Linked DNA regions of Mus musculus: region 2 is linked to region 1. The links are chromatin contacts, called in public Micro-C maps. All regions are on one chromosome and are shown on one strand. Each heading gives the region's core, a stretch centred on a gene start, on an enhancer-like site or on the middle of the called end of the contact. The rest is flanking DNA. Distances are from core to core; before and after follow the strand shown.

Region 1 (6,070 bases), core at 1,527-4,026:
AGCACTTTTTGGCTTTGGGAAGTAGGAGGTCATAATCCACTGTCCTCTTTCCCTTCTGAGTTCTCATGACTTAGAGGGTAGCTACGACATCCAGGGTTGCCCATCACATATGTCCCTCTTGCCACAGACAATAAGCAAATCGAGGTTATCTCCTAATATCTTTATTGTTCCTTAGATAACTGAACAGTACAAAGTTGCCCTCTTTGACTTATTTATTTCTTTAAAAAATGATCTTTCCACACATGGCTGCCCTTGGGGAGTTCCTTCCTGTAGGAAACGGAAGTTTCCCACGATGCGTCCTTCCCATCCATGGTTACACAATTCAGATACCTTGACAAGATAAGAGTTCCACTGGGTTATTATCAACATGAACTTGACTATGTCTCCTATAAGGGCGAACACTGATTTTTTTTTTCTTTTTAGAAACAGAAACCATCCACTTATCAATCCAAACTACAGCATTGCATGACAACATTCATTGCATAAATTGAACACACGGAGTTACCACCTTGGGGGATAACAGACGGACACCTCACGATCTAGCTACAGGGTACGCAAGTTCAACAACGTGGGTACAGCAACTTCACCTACGCACACCCACCATCGCTTCGGGAAAGTACTAGACACAGGTCCATGAGCTACCGGGAGTCTCAGCACAGTTAATCTAAGAGACAACAACACGGTCAAGAAAAAGGCAGCTGCGATATGTGTGGGCTGAAGCAGCCTACACTGAGCGAGTGCCTCGGGGGCTGGGGGAGCTGGTTGGGGAGAATGGCCATCACATCATCTCGCTGGGCACAACCTAAGGAAATGTCCATGCAATCCTAACAGTGGGTTGTTCTTGGGTGAGAGGGGCCAACAGTCATCGCCTTGCTTCTTTGAGTTATTGGACCAGAGAGGGATGGGGTGGGATGGGGACAGCCAAGGAGCCTTGGGCTGCAGTTCCATCCACATACATGGCGGTTTCTTCTGAAATCTGCGGCCCACCTGCAGGAGTAGGAGGAACACAGAGAGGACACCATCTCTCGGCGTCAAAATTGCGCTGATTTCTCAAAATCAGGACTGTTAGTATTCTTGGAATCATTTGGCAGCTGTTTCATGGAAATGTCCTCGGGGTGAGGACTTGGACCCTTGGCTTCTGGAAAAGTGGGAGCTACAACTCATCGGAGCGGATGACATGGAAGAGGGTGACATTATAGAGGGTCTGATGGCCATTGTTCCAGGCGTACAGCGCGCGGTCTTTAGGGTTGTAGTCCAGCATGGAGATGTGAGAGTATTTGTTCTGGAAGGGGATGTCAATGTACTCGTAGGTCGAGGCGTTGGTTTGGTAGGCATAGTGGACCTTGGTGCCCCCCGAGTAACCGTTGGTGACATAGAGGGTGCCGCAGATGATGAAGGCCTCACCGGCACTGCGCTTGGGGTAGCTGGTGTTCCAGGTCTGGAGGATCTGCAGTGAGACAGGATCCAGCTTGCTGATGACAATGTTGCCTGCGTTCTGGTTTGTGGCATAGACAGCCCAGAGCCCATTCTCGTCCACCATGAGGTCGATGTCTGAGTGGCCGCCCCAGGCATAGTGATACATATTGTTGTAGCCAGCATAGTCCAGGCTGCGCGTCTTCAGAATCGTCTCTGTCTTCAGGTCAAACCTAATGATAATGTGACTCTGGAATTTGTTGAAATAGATGGAGCCATTGTAGACCACCTGGCCCGTACCTGACCAGGGGTGTGGGAGACGGTGAGAGGTAAAGTTGTCCGTGTTCATGAAGTCCACCATGGACTTGTACTCACGGACGAAGCGGTTGTTGTGATAACCATCCATGTACCAGACCTGTGGGGAGAGCAGACATGGTTAATGTCCCGCTGCAAGTTGAAGACATAGAGCATCCTGTCCTACCTTCAGGAACGCTAGACTGCCCCTAGTCTCCACTCAGGCCTATTTTCCTACCCCTGGGAAGAGTGGGACACAGTGGAGGGACAGATGTGGCCACAGACAGTTAGGGCTCTCCTACATACACAGTCCACAGCCAGTCTATGTAATATACAACAGTGGGTAGTATGGGAAACCCTACCAGGTCCCCAGATGGAGCCCTCACTACTTAGGATAGCACCATGTTATAGGACAATGGCCATGTCTTTTTGCTCACTGTTGGATCTTGGCCAAGGGATTGAGAGAAAGGAGTGTCATCAACTCGGGGACTCGATGCTAGAATCAGTGTTGCAGAGAGTACAGCTGCTAGGTAGATGCTCACACACTGGGGAGCTTCTGTCTGCAAGGACAACTGTCTCTCAAGGTGACTGGGAAGGGCCATCTTCCAGTGTGCGGATGGCACGCTGTGAGTGAGTCCTCTCCATTTCACCAGCTGTTACTGATGTACAGTCTGAGTCACTGTCTCTGTCTGCTGGTGTGTGTGTGTGTGTGTGTGTGTGTGAGAGAGAGAGAGAGAGAGAGAGAGAGAGAGAGAGAGAGAGAGAGAGAGAGAGAGAGAGAGAACCAAGTATGAGCAGGGGAAGGTAACTAACCAGGGCTTTGGTTTGCTGTAGGGGGCAATGGTTCGTTCATTCCCTAATCTGGGGAAAGCAAGTCTCAGACTGGACTGTGGGTCTCCCAGCCATGGAAATCACCCAAGTAACAAACTCAGCCTCGACCTGAGTTTGAAGGGTTACAAAGAAAGTGATTTCTGATGACTGCTTGCATGCCAGTTAACCCGAGAACTATCTAGACTCGGAACAAAAACCTTTAGTAATCTTGAAGCAATTTTGGAGCAGCTGAGAAGGGGGCAGGGTTAGGAGAGAGACCTGGCAGCACGCTCTGCTGCCAGGCTTTAAGACAGCTGCTTTATCCACAGAGAGCTGGGAAAGCTGGGCAGGGATTAGGGCTGTGGCAGCAGCTCCCAAGCTTGGTTCCTGAGACATCTGATCAGATGCCGGGAGGCAGATGTGCCTTTGGTTTCTAATGAGATTAAAAACACCGACAGCAACAACAGCGTCTCTGTCTGAGGCTGTTGCTATCCTGAGTCCATCCCTCAACAATATGGGTCATGGATTAAAATGGAGATATCAACCCCTAGGTCTCTCGGGGCAAAGCTACCCACCCCCTACTCCCTCACTGGGCTGCCTCCTAGGATGGAGAGTTCTCTATCTCTCTGCAGCCTCTGCTTTAACCTCCCTCTACAGCCCTCCCTGTCCACCTGTGAAGCAAGCCCCTCCTTTGTGCTTTGGAATGGGCTCTCCACAGCAGGAAGCTAGTGATTGGTTTCTGTGTTTCTTCGGTCTAGTGTATAACAAGATGATACCAGTATCCAATTTCTAAGGATTTTTAAGTGGTCTCTTCTCCATATACTGGCAAATCAGTCACAGGACCCAATTGCTTTCTGAAGACACAGACTGGGTTACATTAAGGAAGTAGGCTCCAGAGGCCAAATATTCAACTACAGGCTATGGAGGCTGCTTGAGACATGGGCCATTCTACAGAAGAGAGCCACATGGCTTAAAGCCTAGAGCCTCATGGGGAGAAGCCCCATTTCCAAAGGGCTGCTCTTCCCCTCAGTGTTGTGAGCTCCGCTCTGAAATGCCTTTGTTTTCTGTCCTTTTCAAGGCTAGTGTTGTCTCTTGGAAGTGACTCCAGAGGCAGTTGCTGGCTCCCAGAGACATGGCTCTCATGTCCTCTAGAAGGATTAATGGTTCTTTCCAACTAGACTCAAGGATGCTCGGCTAAAGGTGAAGGGCAGAGTGGAGGGTGTCAGGGTACCTACACCATTTGGCTTTATTTAGAGGACACAAGTGTCGTCAGAGGAGCCTACGCGCCAGTGGAGCTGCCTTTGATGCAGGACAGCTGCTTAGGAATAGAGGGGACCAGTGGGCAAAGAGCTACCCCACCTTCACTCTTCTGGTCCTGATTTCTGTCTCTCAGTAGCTGACCCTGAGAATTTTGGCATAACTGACCAGACCACCTTAAAAAAGAGATATACACACTTCTTTTTCTAAGTAAGTTCACAAGTGAGACTGTTAAAATGGCTCGTGAACACGCCTCAAATCTAACTCCACTGTGACCGATGTCTGAGCCTTTGCTCCATGCCTTTGATCCATGCCTTTGCTCTCATATTACCCTTCTCAGGCTGCAGAGCGGACCTGTAAAAAGTCTGCTTGTCAGGGAATGAACTCTATGGCCAAGAAAAAGCTGTAGGTCGACATATACTAACGTCAAAACTTAGTTAATAGATTTAGTAGTTTCTAAGTCCCCACATCACATCTGTAGCTGGTGCCCAGGTACACAGGAGCATCCTTCTAACATCTGTGCTTGATTCTGCATGACTCTTATTTTTCTGCCTCAGAATGAACTTGCTCACTTTGCATCTGTCTTACCTCATTCTCTCCTTTGATGGATGTCAAGGGCTTGCCTGCTTGGAGGTCCCCGAGGCTTTGCGGGGCTCCCTGAGCTCTTCTGTACACATTATAGCTCTGCTTTAAGTCGCCCCATGTTCAGACATGAAAATGGAGGCCACCTAACCAAGTTTAGTTCCTTTTCAGCTGGGAGGGGGACCAGGACAGAGCTGCCAGGGCTCTACACAGCATCTTATGGTGCAGTGAAGGTGTTGGGTGATGCTATTTAAGGGACCGTCTTGCTAACAGGGCTTTAGTTTTGCTCTTCTCTCTGGCTTGGCAAGCATCTGACAAGTGTCCTCCTGAAACCGCTAGCATCAAGGAATTCAGCCTTGGAAACCATGTTTTAAAGGGAGCAGTTAGTGAAGGGGTGGAGAGAACCCCAGTGGGAGGCTGGGAGGAAGTGGCGGGATGCCAGACACCCCAGGAATGTCCCAGTCCCTACTCCCACTGAGAAAGGATTAGAAAGGATGTCTGAGCTGCCAGCAGACAGAGCTGCAGGCACCAGTAGATCTGTGTAATCTAAAGCATTCTGGATAATTCCACCCTCTGTTCTAAGGATCATCTGCTGGTTTTGATGCTGTTTAGATGAGAGGAAAGAGCCTTTGCGCACAGAGCTAAGTGAGGGTTTGAGGAATATGCCACCCTTTTGAACATGAGCCTCCTGGGGCAGTGGGTACAAGCCCCCTCTCTGATGTCTTGTGTAAGCTATACTGGACTCCTGAGGTGGCAAGCCAGTTGGAAGCAGAAAGGGAGGTGGGTGGGACACAACTCTGTCAGAGTGTCTCAGTCCAAGCAGACTGTGAGCCTGAGAATCCAGAAGGAGATCTCTGGAACTCTAGGGACCTGGAGGTGTGGTAGAGAGGTAGGGACTCATGCATCCCGCACACAAGAAATACAGCTCGCACCCACTTCTAATGTTGGGGACTGAGGGTCTGTGGCTCACTGCTGAGTAAGGTTCCTTTGCATAGCACGTTACATAGTTGGTGTTTGTTAGAGGGGAGCCCATGCAAAGGTGTCCCAAGCTCATTTTGCTCTAACAGTTTACACAGAGGCAGTGGGGACTGAGCTGGCTCAGCACGAGGCCCTCAGTACACACACTGATGTGGGGCTCTGCAGCTTCCTGAGGTCTTCTCCTGGGTCCCATGCAGTCCTCCCCTCCATTTCACCCCACCCTCCACGGGGGCCTGCTCTAAAGCCAACATCAATTTCTCTTTCTTTCTCTTTTTTCTTTGCATGTGTGTGGCGAGTTATTGGTCTCCCGTGTGTATGTGATCAAAAGTAAATGGGAGATTGGAAGAAAGCAAGCAAAACAAACACTGCTGGTGTTGATCAATGGTTGAACAAGGCGACATGTCACTTAGCAGGCCGGGAGCACGTGGTTCAGAGTGCTTAGAGCCCAACATGCCCAGAGCAGCACCCAATACTGTGTGCCTGCTGCCAGCCAGCATCCAGCTGCTTCCCTGCTGTCAGCCCTCATGAAGTCCCCTCCTCCTTCTAGCCACTGCCTGCCACCAGAGCCTCCTCTGCCGGAAGGCAGTCACGAAGCAGAAAATAGATACTTAATTGTCACAGCACCCATGGGTGTCCTGACAAGTTTGTGAGCCTACACCCTTGCTATGCCTTATATCCTAGACACTGAGGCACACATATGTAATGTCAGAAGGCTCCAGACTTGGGTACCTCTCTT
Region 2 (6,321 bases), core at 1,922-4,421, 110 kb before region 1:
ATCATCTCATGGACAGGCCTTTGTCACCCAGTTTAAGGGAAACAGACCTGGTTGGGTAGCAGGACAGACAAGCTGCCTGTGGCATCCATTAGAGCAGGCCTTTGCCCTCTTCTCTTCTCCACCTCAATTGAGTCCTTCTTTCTCTTCCTTGTCACCCCATCTAAAACACTGATACCTGCACACGGTGCTCTCCTGTGTCAGAGTTACCCTGTCACAGTGTCTGTTTGCACTCCTTTGAATAGTGTCTATATGAGTTTCTCTTGGCCAGACCTGAGGCTCAGAGTTGGTTTCAGTCTCAGGCTAGTGAGGAAATGTTCCAGTGGTCTCTGGCAAGGAGGCCATTGTGATCTTACCCTCTAGAGTACCTGCTGGGCTCCACTGCAGTACCTCATTCTTGGGTGGTGGTACATCATGGGCACTCCCCTATGCGCCATGTTCTCTACTGTATTAGAGAATCTTCCCCAAATGCAGTCCTACTTCCAAGGTGGGACCAGTAGGACTGCTGTATGAAATGGTATATGGGAAGCACCTCTCCATCATCCATCTACCAGATTTCCATCCATCCATCCATCTATCCATTCAAACATCTGTCCATCCATCAATCTGTCCAAACATCCATCCATCCACCCATCCAAACATCCATGTATTCATTCATCCATCTACCCATCCATCCATGTATCCATCTGTCATTCATTTACTTTTCATCTACTCACTATCTACCTGTCATTCATTTAACCATCATCCATCCAATTTTCTATCCATCCATCCACCCACCCACCCATCCAATATTTGTCCATCATCCATTATTTCCATTCAAAGACCATCCATCCCAACTTTTCATCAGCCACCATCTACCTGCCATTCATTTATCCACTATCCACCTGCCATGCATTTATCATCCATCCATCCATCCATTCATCCATCCATCCATCCACTCATCCATCTACCCATCCAACCATTCACTTATCCATCCATCCATCCATCCATCCATCCATCCATCCATCCATCCATCTACCCATCCAACCATTCACTTATCCATCCATCCATCCATCCATCCATCCATCCATCCATCCATCCATCCACTCATCCATCTACCCATCCAATCATTCACTTATCCATCTATCCATCCATCCATCCATCCATCCATCCATCCACTCAGCCATCTACCCATCCAACCATTCACTTATCCATCCATCCATCCATCCATCCATCCATCCATCCATCCATCTTTCCACCAACTTGTATATTTTAATTCATCATTCATCCACCACCCTCCCATTATCCATTTTAATCCACTCATCCATTCCTCTATCCATCTACCTTAGGAGGCAGCTTGCCATCATCATGGAGCTTGGAGTGTGTGTTTATTCAGAAGGCCAGACAAACAAGGAGCACAGTAGGTATAGGAAAACATTGGAAGGAGTGGCCCTGGACTGGTGAAGTCTTACACCTCCCACCCAACCTGCTATGGGCTATCTGTAGGCCTGGGGATTTCAACAATATACAGTGAGAGAATTACTAGAATTTTTTTTCGAAATCTTAAACATAGTATAAAATATTACATTTATTTATATGTATGTGCTTTGCCTGCATGTATGCACGTTCACTGCAGATAGTTGTGAGTCCCCATGTGGATGCTAAGAACCAAACCAGGGTCCTCTGCAAGAACAGCAAGTGCTCTTGACTATCTTGCGCTCCCTTTCCCTGCAGCAATGGCCTTTTGAGTAAATTCCTGTGATACAAAGCAGGACCAATCCCCTCATTTCAGCTCATTTAGGCTGAAACCTGGTAACAGAGCCCATATCTGGGCATGTGCACTCTTTAGGGGTTAAGTCAGGTGCCGTTTTGGGTAAAGTGGCACTGATTGTCCAGGCTCTGAATTCTTGACCCTGTGCTCTGTGTGAAGGCCTTTCAACAGCATCATCAGAAAGGAAACCACTTTGGTCCCCAGTTGAAATGACAACACCGAGCTTTGGAAGACAAAATGTCCCCTGCGTGGGCCACACATTGTTGCCACACATGGCCTGGACCCACAATCTGCCTGTGCTCTGAGGGGCCTCGCCAGTGCTCAGAGCAGACTTACCCTGAGTTTGGAATGAATGATCTCACATGCTAGCTGTCTCCAGGTCGACGGCTTCCAACCAGGGGGAGCAACCTTGGAAGCAGTGCTGGGTAGTCACACCTTAGGGGGCTCTGGGGCTAGAACCCATCTATGGGAAGCCCTGGCTTTGTAAAAGAGAGTGCACCCCTCCTCTTTCTGTATATGCGCACATGACAGAGAACAGGTGTGTGCCCAGGGTAATTTTAATTTCTCTCACCCTCAAGTGTCCATGCTCTGAAAATTTAGGAAGTATAATTTTAAAAATTGTAAAAGCATACATGTGAGTGTGTGTTACATGTGTGCGGATTCCTGTGGAGGCCAAAAGAGGGTATCAGAACCCTTGTAACTGGAGTGCCAGGGAGTTGTGAGCTGTTCAATGTGGGCACTGGAAGCCGAACTTGAGTTCTCTGAAGAGTAGCAAGCACTCAACCCCGCTCCCCACCCCCTGCCCCATCATCTCTGTGGCCCAGGAAGGGAAAGATAATCAAAAGAGGTGGCCAGTGGACTCTTCATGCTGTTTCACAACACAGTCCCAGGTTGTCTGTGCTTACAGCCTGCTTGTTAGTGGACGCTGGGGCTGGGCATCCTTCCTGGCCACAAGCTATGCTTGCTGAGGTCTCCTTGGCTGGCCAGGGTTCCTCTGGGGCTGACAGTTAATGTACTTCCTCAAGCCCTTCTTAGAAGAGCCTTCTGGGATTACACGCCGATGCTGCTAAAATGGACATCCCAACTTTGTCAGCCAGCTCTGAAGGTCACATGCTTTCTCAGCACCTCTCTGCTTTTTTTTTTTTTCTCCTGCTTTTCCATTGGTGAAGGAGGGTAAGTGCACCTAGGGCTGTGTCTGACAAGTCACTCAGATGCTGGCCAGGCAGGATGTCCTTGGTCCAGGCATCTCCAGACCCTGTGGGCTTCCTACACCTTGCTCAGCTATCCCTGTGGGGGTCTGGACCGAGCAAACTTTGCACTTCTGTTCACTGAAATGTGAGGTGGGAATCTGCATGCAGAACAGGGCTTGCTTCTTTTCATAGGCCCGAGTGTGCTGGTCAGTCGGCTCCATTCTCAGTGAGTACCCATCACATAGCAAGCTACCAGCCGCCTCATGCAGAACAATCCATCTTTCATGAGGCTCACACCCTCCCTCGAATGACAAACACTTTAATTTCAAATTAAATACAGCAACGCAGCCTTGATGAGGCCGTTGTTCCACACCGTCATCATTTCCCATCTCTTTCGGAGCCGATAAATTAGTCCCAATTAGAGGGAGGTAAACAGCTCTGGAGGGCATGCCTTTGCTGCTGATGTTGGTTGTCGCCTGAGAGCAGGACCTATTTTGTGCACCCTCTGTCCTGAGACCCCCGAATCTGTTTGTGATGAACTGTAGCCTGAGGTCTTGGGTAGTCCTGGCAAGCAGATGGGACAGGTGACCCCTGGATTCTGCCTCATTCCAACTGCATAGTTCACACAGGAAAGAGGACCGAGTAGCAAATCAGTGGCTGAATCAGTTGAGAATGAGTCTGGCCACAGGCATCTGTCTCTTCCAGGTCACAGGAACCACACAGTGGGATAAGCAAATGCTCGTCTGAGGCCTCAGTCCCTCTGCTCTGTAGATGTTCTGTGGCCTGCCAAGCAGCTGCCAGAGGGTGCAGCCTAGTGGGTAGTGGCCCCGCCGAGAAAATCAACTCGAGTCTCTGTCCTGTACACCCAAGCCAGGGACAGCAAGACACCTCCCAGCTGCTTGTGGGTCTGCTGCCAGACAGGTCTGATGTTGTTAACTGGGCATCAGAAATGGGACTCCCTGGCACCCAGGCAATGACTCTATAACAGCTGTGTGTGTGTATACCTGTGGCCCTGTCTATATTTCCACAGTGCCATCCGTGTGCCCTTTGGTGGTCACTGAGTATCAGTGAGGTCCTTGGACTGGGCCCTGATATTCCATCTTGACAAGGCTGAGGCATTGGCAGAGTTCAGCTTGATGTCTCTTCTTCCAGGAAGCCTACCTAGGATTTATCTCAGAGAGGGGTTCTGCTTCAGTGATGATTTAGCCCCCACCTCTATATTTTAAGCGTTCTTCACCACTGAAGCAGCTGGCCTCTCTCTCTCTCTCTCTCTCTCTCTCTCTCTCTCTCTCTCTCTCTCTCTCTCTCTCCCCCTCTCCCTCTCCCTCTCCCTCTCCCTCTCCCTCTCTCTCTCTCTCTCTTTTGAGGTTGTATGTTTCAGTTCCCACGCTGGATATCAGTCACAGAGAGAGTGGCTCAAAGGGGAGGGCTGAGCTGAGTGCTTATGAACAAACGTGTGTGTGTGTGTGTGTGTGTGTGTGTGTGTGCGTGCACACATACTAGGTATGCATGTCACATGTGACTGTATTTATATTTTGGATCTTCCTCTATGGTGTTCAACCAGGGTTGTAGACTCAGGACTTGCCTAAGGAACTCTATACAAGATGGGGAGTCTGAAGGGAAGGGGAATACTTCCTTCTTCATTACAGACTCAGAGCTCTGGGAGCCAAAAGCTACCCCACCCCGCCTGAGGTCTTTTGGGGTATGGAAGTGTTGGTGCCTGGCTTTGCTGTTCTGTTTGTCCTGCTGCCAAGTGTCTGATGTTGCCTTTTGGCAATAAAACAGTCAAAACCCAACTGAGTGAGTTGAGTGTCAAGCAGCCGTAAACAAATCCTAAGTGGATGGTTGCTGTGAGTTCTAACACCTCCCCTCCAACCACCCGGCAGCCTCACACACAGCTCATCACGGTAAGCGAAGGAGGCACTACATTTGGGCTCCGCTGTATTTTGTTATCTGTTTGCTGGCCTCTAAAACTCCAGTGAATAGACCAGATGCTGTTTCCATGGCAACCTCCTCTCCTCCAGCCCTGGATGCTCAGAAAGCCAGTATCAGCATAATCTTTCTAGGGTCTCCAGGCTCCAGGGGGCTGTTTAGCAGAATGGAAGCTGTGGCAGGTGGCCCTGCTGTGCCTGTCATGGTCACCTCCCTTCCAGGGCCGCAGGAGTTGGACTTGGGTGAGGCTACTTTGCGAATGACTTGAAGAGCGACAGGGGAAAGGCCTGAGAATGGGCTGCAAATCAACTGGTCCTCCCTCCCTTCAAAGACCAATTAGTTCTCAAAACTTTAAGGTATGGCTTGTGACTAGCCACTTTTGCTGTGCTACAGTTCAGTGAGCGACAAAGTTAGAACTGAACACAGCGTATGGTTCTTAGAATCCCCGCCTTGTCCGGAACATAGCACCTGGCTTATGCTGCTCCCCATTAGTGACCCAATCCTCTTGAGGCCCAGGCAGGGCCAACCCATGGACACTTATGGATGCCTGCCCAGAGGCACGAGCTGGTCACTGCTCTCACAGGCTTGCTGAGCTGTTCTTGCTTATGTCCAGCTGTCCACCAACAGAGTCTTTGGAAAGCCTCTGCACACTGCTCACCAACATGTAATGATGCTGACAGTAGACACTCCAACATGGCCACCGGGTCTTCCTGGTCCTTCGTAAGCCTAAATAGGATTAGGTTCAACTCAGTATGAAACTCAGCACACACTGGTGACACTCAAAGACTCCCAAGGCAGGAGTGACTGATGTATGACAAACATTGGTGATCTTGAATCTCTGCACCAGTGTGGGAATTTCTGCTGAACCGCAGGCCTCTGATGCATTTGTCTAGAGGCTTCTGTTGGACAGCCCTGACCCAGACGCTCAGGGTCTGGTTCTCAGCCTCACTGAGAGAACAGAGCAGGACACTGTAGTTAGAGGCAGACATCTTCTGTGTAGAACTGGAAGCTTCTTCTAGCTGTGTGTCCCCCGCTCTGCACCAGCCTCCTGCTCTGTAACCTGGCAGTGGTAGAGTCTACTGGACATACCTGTGAGGCCCTATCCAGATCATCCATGCCCGTCACCGTCTCTCCATTCCTTTGGAGGGATTACTATTCTCTCTTTTCTATAGGAAAGGAAATAGAAGCCCAGAGATGCCGAGGGATTTGCTACAGGTACACGGGTACCACTGGCAGTTGATACTGCCCTCACTGAAGGCTCACATGGTCTGACCATGCTGCCAGATCACGGGGTATGATGATCATACAGCTCAGAGCCTCAAACGTGAAGCTGGAGTCTTGCTTGCTGCTACCAACTCCATTCATTTTCCCCTTCTTATAGACAAACCCGAGGGTGACACTAGACACAAGTCCCACCACACCTTGCAGAATCCATGACTCCCTTAGGAGTCT

Evidence for each region. A called contact is a pair of places that touch in the nucleus more often than the background predicts.
Region 2: a contact with region 1 is called in a Micro-C map of muscle stem cells, with 4 times the contacts expected there. The contact joins two enhancer-like sites. A contact is called at or near these places in 5 of 484 Hi-C or Micro-C datasets (the N1E-115 cell line, bone marrow-derived macrophages, embryonic retina and 2 more), 1 of 115 datasets of contacts at active chromatin or transcription factors (astrocytes) and 1 of 9 other capture datasets (embryonic stem cells).

The regions. Positions count from the first base shown.
Region 1 is chr2:28,224,812-28,230,881 of GRCm38.p6, reverse strand. It overlaps Olfm1 (olfactomedin 1), which reads right to left. Exons shown (of 6, transcript NM_019498.2): 6 at 146-1,828. The coding sequence ends at 1,154. Among named protein-coding and RNA genes, the nearest start is that of Olfm1, 22 kb to the right of the region's middle. Within about 2 kb of position 2,776, at least 21 of the 459 cell types and tissues checked have an H3K27ac peak or open chromatin away from gene starts, as enhancers often do. A contact at or near this core is called in muscle stem cells, where this site is marked.
Region 2 is chr2:28,334,096-28,340,416 of GRCm38.p6, reverse strand. The region is part of intron 2 of Gm13373 (a long non-coding RNA gene); the gene reads left to right. Among named protein-coding and RNA genes, the nearest start is that of Gm13373, 67 kb to the left of the region's middle. Within about 2 kb of position 3,171, at least 9 of the 459 cell types and tissues checked have an H3K27ac peak or open chromatin away from gene starts, as enhancers often do. A contact at or near this core is called in muscle stem cells, where this site is marked.